Regions from separate parts of the Mus musculus genome. Here region 2 is linked to region 1. The links are chromatin contacts, called in public HiChIP or PLAC-seq maps. All regions are on one chromosome and are shown on one strand. The core of a region is the stretch at or near the end of the contact, and the rest is flanking DNA. Distances in the headings are between cores, read along the strand shown. Region 1 holds the start of Mrpl19 (mitochondrial ribosomal protein L19). Region 2 overlaps Gm40381 (a long non-coding RNA gene).

Region 1 (4,106 bases), core at 673-3,172:
CACTGGCATAGGGGTCGGCTGTGGTGACTCGAAGTATGCTTCCTACAGAGTCAGAAGAGAAGCAAGCTCTGACACAGATGCAGGAATGAACAAATAAGGTTTATATCTTAGTATGTCAGAAATAAATAACAGCAAAACCCAGACATCTGAACAATAATCTGAAGGCAATGAAAACTAGCGCCCAACACCTGCTGCCAGACACCGTTACTCACCAACATAGAACTCTGGAATCGGAAGCACCTTTCTCCTGTCTAGCATATCTTTTCTTTCTATCTTAAATTTCAGAGGGTTTGTTCTCCCCCTGGGAGGGATGAATTCAGGACTCAGGAACCTATAAAAAAATTAAAAATGAAAGGTGATTTAGGCCAGCATAAGAAAAACAATGGGTATAATGTAGATGTATTTTATTCTTTCAATATGGATTGCAATGTTATTTCTAAAACCATGGTTTCCAAAACCATTGTTAATGCTCACTCCTGAGAACGCACCAGGCATTGTGTTTAAATGGTTATCATACATCAAGTAGCCCTCAAGGTCTGGACCTTATTGTCCAAGAAGGCATTTGTGCTAAGGGTTTGTTTAGCTGTCATCCTGGGCAGCTACTGGGGCTTAGAAAGCCTTAAAGAGTTTCAGTCCGGTACAGGAAACATGTCACTGGGCATCTAACCTTGAAGGCAAGGCACAGACCCCGGCCCCTTTCTGTTTCTCCCTTTGCTTTTACCTAGCTAATGCTTCCTGCCACGCTATACTGTGTCACTGCAGGGCCCAAGTGACAGGGCCAGGACCAAGCAAAATTAACTACAACTGTCCAAACCCTGAGCCAAACGAATTTGTTCCCTTTAGGCTGGCTGTCTCTGGTGTTTGTCACCACACAGGCAAGCTGACCCATAGTAGCATAAATTAATCCTGAGACCAGTTAGATGTTTTATTGTCATCTTACTTAAAAAAAAAAAAAACAAAGCACAACTGGAGCGTAAAGGTGATGAACCGCTGACATAATTACTATTTGTTACAATTTTGTCACAGTTAATACGCTGCATTTCTCTCAGTCTGCAAATGAGCACAAGTCTCCCACTGAGCTATAAATATGGAGAAAATATATACAAATCACCAGCTGCAAACTGACTTTAAAAGAAATCTTCCACCGAGCATAGGGATTCCCACCTTTGATCCTAACATTTAGGAGGCAAAAGCAGGCAGATCTTTTTTGAGTTCAAGGCCAGCCTGATACACACCCACAAATTATTGTGTATTGTGGTTGGAGCGCCCAGCATAACATTCATGTGGGGATTTGAAGGCAAACTTTGGAGTACGGTCTCTCTTTTCTCTATGGGTTCTAGGCATGGATTTGGGTGTACAGGTTGCAACTTTCACAACCGAACCACCCTGCGGGTCCATACTGTTAAGCTTCTGAAGATGCATTTATGTAGGTAAGACGAAAAAGAGTGTGCTGGATCCACGTGCCTGAGCCGATCTGACCTCCCCAAACCCTTCCTCCTGGATAGAATCTGTTGGCCAAGGCTCACCGTGGTGGATTTTAGGACAAACTGAGGGAAGGGAGTCCAAGCCTGCGTCTTTCGTGATCTAGAGAGGGGCAGACCCGGAACCCGATTTCGTGCAGCCCAGCTATAAAGCGGGTATCAAAGTGTGCGCACTCCCACGCGGCCTCGGCCGCCTCACCTTCTCTCGTCTTCCGGGACTCGGCGCCGGTCCACGATGACAGGTTTCGGCGGTGGCTTGAACCCACCGGGCTCTGAAGGCCCGGTGCTCTGAAATCGGCTTGGGCCCGTGCAGACACGGCAGGCATCAGATGCGAAGGCAGCAAGCCGTGGCCTGGCCATTCGGACGCTCCGGGCCAGGTACAGGGACGCCCTACAACTTTCTGCCATGGAGGCCGCCATGTCTACACCCTCAATGAAGGACTACAACTCCCAGAAGTCAGTGCGATGGGGTGTGGCCGGACGGTGGCTCCTATGGGACTAAACTTGCTTCCCGGTGTACCGCCGCTTGTTTGAGGGAGTTATACCTGTAAATGTATATAATTTTCCTCTTCTCCATAATTTGCAAAGTTACACTTCTCTACAGGGTTAGCAAGTTTGTACATTTCACTAAGTACTGTGATCTCATTTGCATTTAGTGAGTGACTATGAAGTGCGTGGAGTGTGTGTGTGTGTGTGTGTGTGTGTGTGTGTGTGTGTGTGAGTGTGATTGCAGGTGCCCATGAAGGACATATGATCCCCTGGAGCTGGAGTTACAGGCAGTGGCAAGGGACCCTATGTGGATGCTGGAAATTGAACATGGGTCCTCTGAAAAATTACGTGTTCCTAACTGCAGAGCCACCCTCTCCAGCCTCCTCAGTTCCACCTTTTATTTGCTTGTGCCTACATGAAAAACACAACTGTCACCTAAAGGGCAAAAGAGATAGTTTATTCTAGAGTCAAGTATTAATGAGGGGCTCAGAACACAAGATTTAGGTCACCACAAATCCATGTTCCAATTACATGTAACAATTCCATGGCATTCCATAGTATCAGAGCAAGAAAGCCATTCCTTAAACACATTGGCAGGTACACCCATTTAGGAATGCTATATCAAAATGGAGATGTCTCTGCTGTATGCCTCAGTTGCGCTGATGGCCTTCTTAGCCTTCAGGTTGATGGAAGTGAGGCGGTTGCTGAATGTAGTCCCTTAATAATAACAAGGCCGTTGGTTCACAAGTAAGTTGGGAATAAATTACCATTTGAGGGACTAATGGGCCAAGATAGTTGGGCTCTGGATCTGCAGCACCACAATGCTTCAAGTCACTCACGTTTTAATTAGTTAATCAGTCTTGTAGAACGTTGCTTCTTTTAGGAAATTTTCGTTTGCCTCTTGTTTGATTATTGGTATTTAGTTCGTTGTTATGAATTCCGTGGGGAGCAATGAGTATCTTCTTTTGCTTAACTTCTGTCTTACTAACCAGCACTACCTGGCTCTCACAGGCTCCAAACAGAATAATAAATGCTAGCTGTTTTGTCAAAAGTTAGAGTCATCAGAGAGGAGAGTACCCCCAACTGAGAAAATGTCTCCATAAGATAGGTCTGTAGGTGGCCTGTAGGACATTTTTTTAAGTTAGTGATTGATGGGGGAGGGTCCAGCCCATTGTGGGTGGTGCCATCCCTGGACTGGTGTTTCTAGATTCTATAAGAAAGCAGGCTGAGCAAGCTATGAGGAGCAAGCCAGTAAGCAGCATTCCTTCATAGCCTCTGCATCAGCTCCTGCCTCCATGTTCCTTCCTTGTTTGAGTTTCTGTTCTGACTTCCATCAGTGAGATCCAGTGTTATGGAAGTGTAAATCAAATGCAACCTTTCTTCCTCAACTTGCTTTGGTCATGATATTTCATTTCATCAACAAAACCTTAACTAGGACAAAGCATAAAGAGAAAAGCCATCACTCTTAACAAATAGCCCCCACGGAGTCCTTGAGCTCACTGAGAACATTCCCTTTTCCAGAACTAAAACTGAGTTTGCCTCGGGCAGTTGGGAGGCATACAAGCTAAAAGGGGTCCATTTCAAACCTTCTTGAGTTGAGAGGGGCTTGGGAGACAGCTCCGTGTAAGAACACTTACAGCTCTTGTAGCAGTTCCCAGCACCCACACCAGGCGGCTCCCAGCTGTTTGTAGTTCCAGGTCCAGGGAAACTAATGTACACTGGGTGTCCTTGGGTAACAGGACATATGTCCTGCACATAGACTCCTGCAAGCACACACACACACACACACACACACACACACACAGAGAGAGAGAGACAGAGACAGAGACAGAGACAGAGACAGAGAGACAGAGAGAGAAATTGTTTGAAAAAAATTAAAGAATTTGAGATTTGAGGGCAGCTATTGCTGGAGGTGAGGCTTAGTGGTACAGCACATGTCTGACATGTACAAAGATTGTGGATTCGAGTACATCATCACCAATACCAAAAAGAAAAGGAAGGAAGGAAAGAAGGGAGGGAGGGAGGGCAGGCAGGCTGGCTGGCTGGCTAGCTGGCTCATACTCTCAGAGATGGCAAGTTGCTAGAACTATTTAATACATGTACGGTGTGATCATCAGTCTGGATTAACGCACCACT
Region 2 (4,106 bases), core at 877-3,376, 160 kb after region 1:
TCTGTGAAGCAGAAGCAGAACCAGAGTCTTTAACAAGAGCACACCCCTGAAGTCTTGGGTTTCTATACCCAGCTATATATTCTCTTCAGATGGTTTCTCTTCCTCTCATAGCTGTCTCACTCAGTTTTTCAAAAGCAATTTGACTATGACGTCTTTATAAATCACTCAACTTTGTTTTGAAAACACACATTCTCAGTATCAAGTATTTAACTGCAGTGCACATAAAAGAACAGGTAAAGTTGGAAGAGGAACAAATATTTTTTTTAAGGTAAAGTTCACCCAGGGTGTGCAAGGGACCAGGGACATTCCATAGAACTAATCACAAAGCCTGAGTGTGAGTCTAGAGACAATGGAGATTATTGGTTTGCCAGCTGATTAACCAAAACTATATTAACAGAAGTACTTCTTAAAATTTTATCTATCTATCTACATATCTATCTATCTATCTATCTATCTATCTATCTATCTATCTATCCACCTACTCTATCTATCTATCTATCTATCTATCTATCTATCTATCTATCTATCTATCTATCCACCTACTTTATCTGTCTATCTATCTATCTATCTATCTATCTATCTATCTATCTATCTATCTATCTATCCACCTACTCTATCTATTCACCTACTCTATCTATCTATCTGTCTGTCTATCTATCTATCTATCTATCTATCTATCTATCTATCTATCTATCTATCCACCTACTCTATCTATCCACCTACTCTATCTATCTATCTATCTATCTATCTATCTATCTATCTATCTATCTATCTACATATCTATCTATCTATCTATCTATCTATCTATCTATCTATCTATCCATCTACTCTATCTATCCACCTACTCTATCTATCTATCTATCTATCCACCTACTCTATCTATCCACCTACTCTATCTATCTATCTATCTATCTATCTATCTATCTATCTATCCATCTACTCTATCTATCCATCTACTCTATCTATCCACCTACTCTATCTATCTATCTATCTATCTATCTATCTATCTATCTATCTATCTATCTATCTATCCACCTACTCTATCTATCTATCTATCTATCTATCTATCTATCTATCTACATATCTATCTATCTATCTATCTATCTATCTATCTATCTACATATCTATCTATCTATCTACATATCTATCTATCTATCCATCTACTCTATCTATCCACCTACTCTATCTATCTATCTATCTATCTATCTATCTATCTACATATCTATCTATCTATCTACATATCTATCTATCTATCCATCTACTCTATCTATCCACCTACTCTATCTATCTATCTATCTATCTATCTATCTATCTATCTATCTATCTATCTATCCACCTACTCTATCTATCTATCTATCTATCTCTCTCTCTATCTATCTATCTATCTATCTATCTATCTATCTATCTATCTATCTATGTGTGTATGTGCATGCACACCCAGGAAAGCCATGGGAGGACTCTCAGAAGTTGATCCCTTCTACCGTCTTATAGAATTTAGGGATGGCCTTTTCCAGCTGAGCCATCTTGCTGACCCAAAATAATTTCTATAATGTACATTTAGTGACTAGATATTTAGCTTTTGTTTTAAATTCCACGTTTTGTTTTGTAATATCAATCTTTAAGATAAAACAAAACAAGGTAACCTCCAAGACTATTAGAATTAATTTTGATCCTTTTTAAAATTCAGTTAGGCACAAGGAGTCCACTTAAAAAAATGGTACCCTATATTAAAATGTTACAGCAAGTCTTGGTGACTCAGAACAAATGCTGTAATCAGAAAAACATTGGCCTTTCTAATTGTTTCCAAGAATCTTTGTTTGCTTTACTTTATTCATTATTTATCTAATGGATATGTGTACAGGAGCCACAGTCTGTACTTGGAATTCAAGGCAACTTTTGGGAGTTGGTTCTGTCCATCCTGTGGGTCTGGGGGATGGAACTCAGGTTGCCAGGCTTGGCAGCAAGCACCTTTCCCCACTGAGCCAGCTCACTTTTCCCCAATCAAATACACAGGTTATGCCTACTAATTAGACTGCTGGGTTTCTAAGTCATGCCTTTGTGTCAGCTCAGCATACATCAGCAGCTGAGTCATACAGTGAGCAGCTCAGCCTTCCAGGTGACCCTGCCTCTGCCACACCAGCTGATTGTGACTCACAGCAGACAGCTGGTCTGCTAAAAACTCTCCAGCTTCCTCATCCTGGCCTCTTGTTTCCTTTTCACAGACTAGAAGGAATAAGATATGAGAGCCAGGGAGATGACCCAGCAAACATAAAGCCCAGTGTTCAATTACCAGTACTCATGTACGGTCGGGCAGGTCAGTGGGCACGTGTCATCCCAGCACTTGGGAAGAAGGTGCTCACTGTCAGTCAGTCTAGCCAAATTGATGAGTTCCAGGTCCAGTGAGAGATTCTGTGTCAACCTTTACACACACATTACAACACACACACACACACACACACACACACACACACACACACACACATTCACATGCACACATATGGACACACACTCACACACATATAGACAGGACAATCTGCATGCCATTGCTATGCTAAGTTAAATGCTTGTTCCAGTGGGACCTCTCACCTACTATCTTTGGTTTACATGATAGTAGAAAGTTTTGTTCTTACATTCCCTTGTATTTCCCTTAACCCCCTTCTGCCTTCTCTCTTGTTCCCTGACAGGTCAAGCCAGGCTTGGTGGCTCACTTGCTCTCCCTGCTGTCTGCCAATCCAGATATAGGACTCTTCTCCTTCTCCAGCACCATGTCTGTCTGTACCACCATGCTTCCAGGCATGGCGATAATGGGCTGAACCTCTGAACCTGTAAACCTACCCACAATTAAATGTTGTCCTTAATAAGAGTTGCATGGCCTTGGTGTCTCTTCACAGCAATAGAAACCCTAACTAAGACACACCTCTTGCGTATTTCCATCTCTTTTATCCTGTACTAGTGAGAAAGCTCCTCCCTCTGAATATGAAACATTGTCTCAGAAGTTGGCTCTACATAGAATAAATCTCAATGAAGAATAGAATAAGCTTTTGGATATCCTATGATATTTGTCATAGCTGGGGAGAAATACTCAGCCTTAGTAATTATTAGAAAGATGCAAATTAAAGCTGCAGTAAGTTATCTTACACAGTCAAATGGTATTCGATCAAAGTAGTGAAAGTGGTAGGAATACCAGGGAGAGAAGGGAACGCTTGTATCAGTAAAGCATTGGTGGGAGTGCACATCGGAAAAGCCACTATGGAAGACAGCATGAAGTCTCCTCAGGAAAAACAGAACTACCATTTGATTCTATAATCCCACGTATGGGTGTATATAAAATAAACTATAACCATTATGTCCAATGTATTTGCATATCACAGAACAATTGCGGCCATATTCATGCCTTACACTTACTCAAAATAAAAACACAGTAAACATTTTTAAAAGGTATTTTTTAGCAGTGTACATGCGTGTGTCTGTGCACTTGTGTGTGCAGTGACCCTGGAGGCCAGAAGGGAGCACAAGATCCCTCAGAGATGGAGTTAAAGGCATCTGTGGGCTGCTGGGCATGGGTGCTAGAACTGAACTCTTGGGTTCTCTGGAGAGTTGAGTTGTATGTGCTCCTGGCTGATGAGCCTTCTTTTCAGACCCATAAAATTAAGAAATAAATTTCTATGTTTTATGTTTCAGCATAAAAAGACAGATGAATGAATTGATGGGTATGTTAGGTTGACTTGATCATCTTTTGATTTATACATGTACATAGCATCTCTGAACATGCAGACATATGTGTATATAAACTGTCAGAGAAAATGTTATATATATTTACTTCTTGTAAATTCATATATGTATAAATATGTAAAATTTTTAAACCACATACATTTACATAATTATATATATATGTATATATATGTATATATACATACATATATATACATATATATGTATATATGTATATATATATATATATATATATATATATATATATATATATAGAGAGAGAGAGAGAGAGAGAGAGAGAGAGAGAGAAGAGAGAATCATTATGAAGCTCTAACTAGCCTGGAATTTGTTATCAACTGTAGACTAGGCTATCTTCAAAGTCTCAGAAATCTGCC

The links. HiChIP or PLAC-seq counts read pairs in DNA pulled down with a chosen protein or histone mark.
Region 2: a contact with region 1 is called in an H3K4me3 HiChIP or PLAC-seq map of bone marrow-derived macrophages, with 3 times the contacts expected there. The contact joins the enhancer-like site here to the promoter of Mrpl19 in region 1. A contact is called at or near these places in 21 of 39 promoter capture datasets (the 3T3-L1 cell line, 3T3-L1-derived adipocytes, the C10 cell line and 11 more), 5 of 15 datasets of contacts at CTCF or cohesin (embryonic stem cells, liver, pro-B cells and 1 more), 132 of 484 Hi-C or Micro-C datasets (the 3T3-L1 cell line, 3T3-L1-derived adipocytes, the 63-12 cell line and 76 more), 21 of 115 datasets of contacts at active chromatin or transcription factors (astrocytes, bone marrow-derived macrophages, cardiomyocytes and 12 more) and 4 of 9 other capture datasets (adipose tissue, embryonic stem cells, liver and 1 more).

Annotation. Positions count from the first base shown.
Region 1 is chr6:81,964,027-81,968,132 of GRCm38.p6, forward strand. Mrpl19 (mitochondrial ribosomal protein L19) reads right to left here and starts at 1,923. Exons shown (of 5, transcript NM_026490.2): 1 at 1,681-1,923; 2 at 213-331; 3 at 1-42. The coding sequence starts at 1,901.
Region 2 is chr6:82,123,210-82,127,315 of GRCm38.p6, forward strand. It overlaps Gm40381 (a long non-coding RNA gene), which reads left to right. Exons shown (of 2, transcript XR_869194.2): 2 at 2,685-2,863. Among named protein-coding and RNA genes, the nearest start is that of Gm40381, 5.5 kb to the left of the region's middle. Within about 2 kb of position 2,127, at least 40 of the 459 cell types and tissues checked have an H3K27ac peak or open chromatin away from gene starts, as enhancers often do. A contact at or near this core is called in the AML12 cell line, Sertoli cells, adipose-derived mesenchymal stem cells and 4 more, where this site is marked.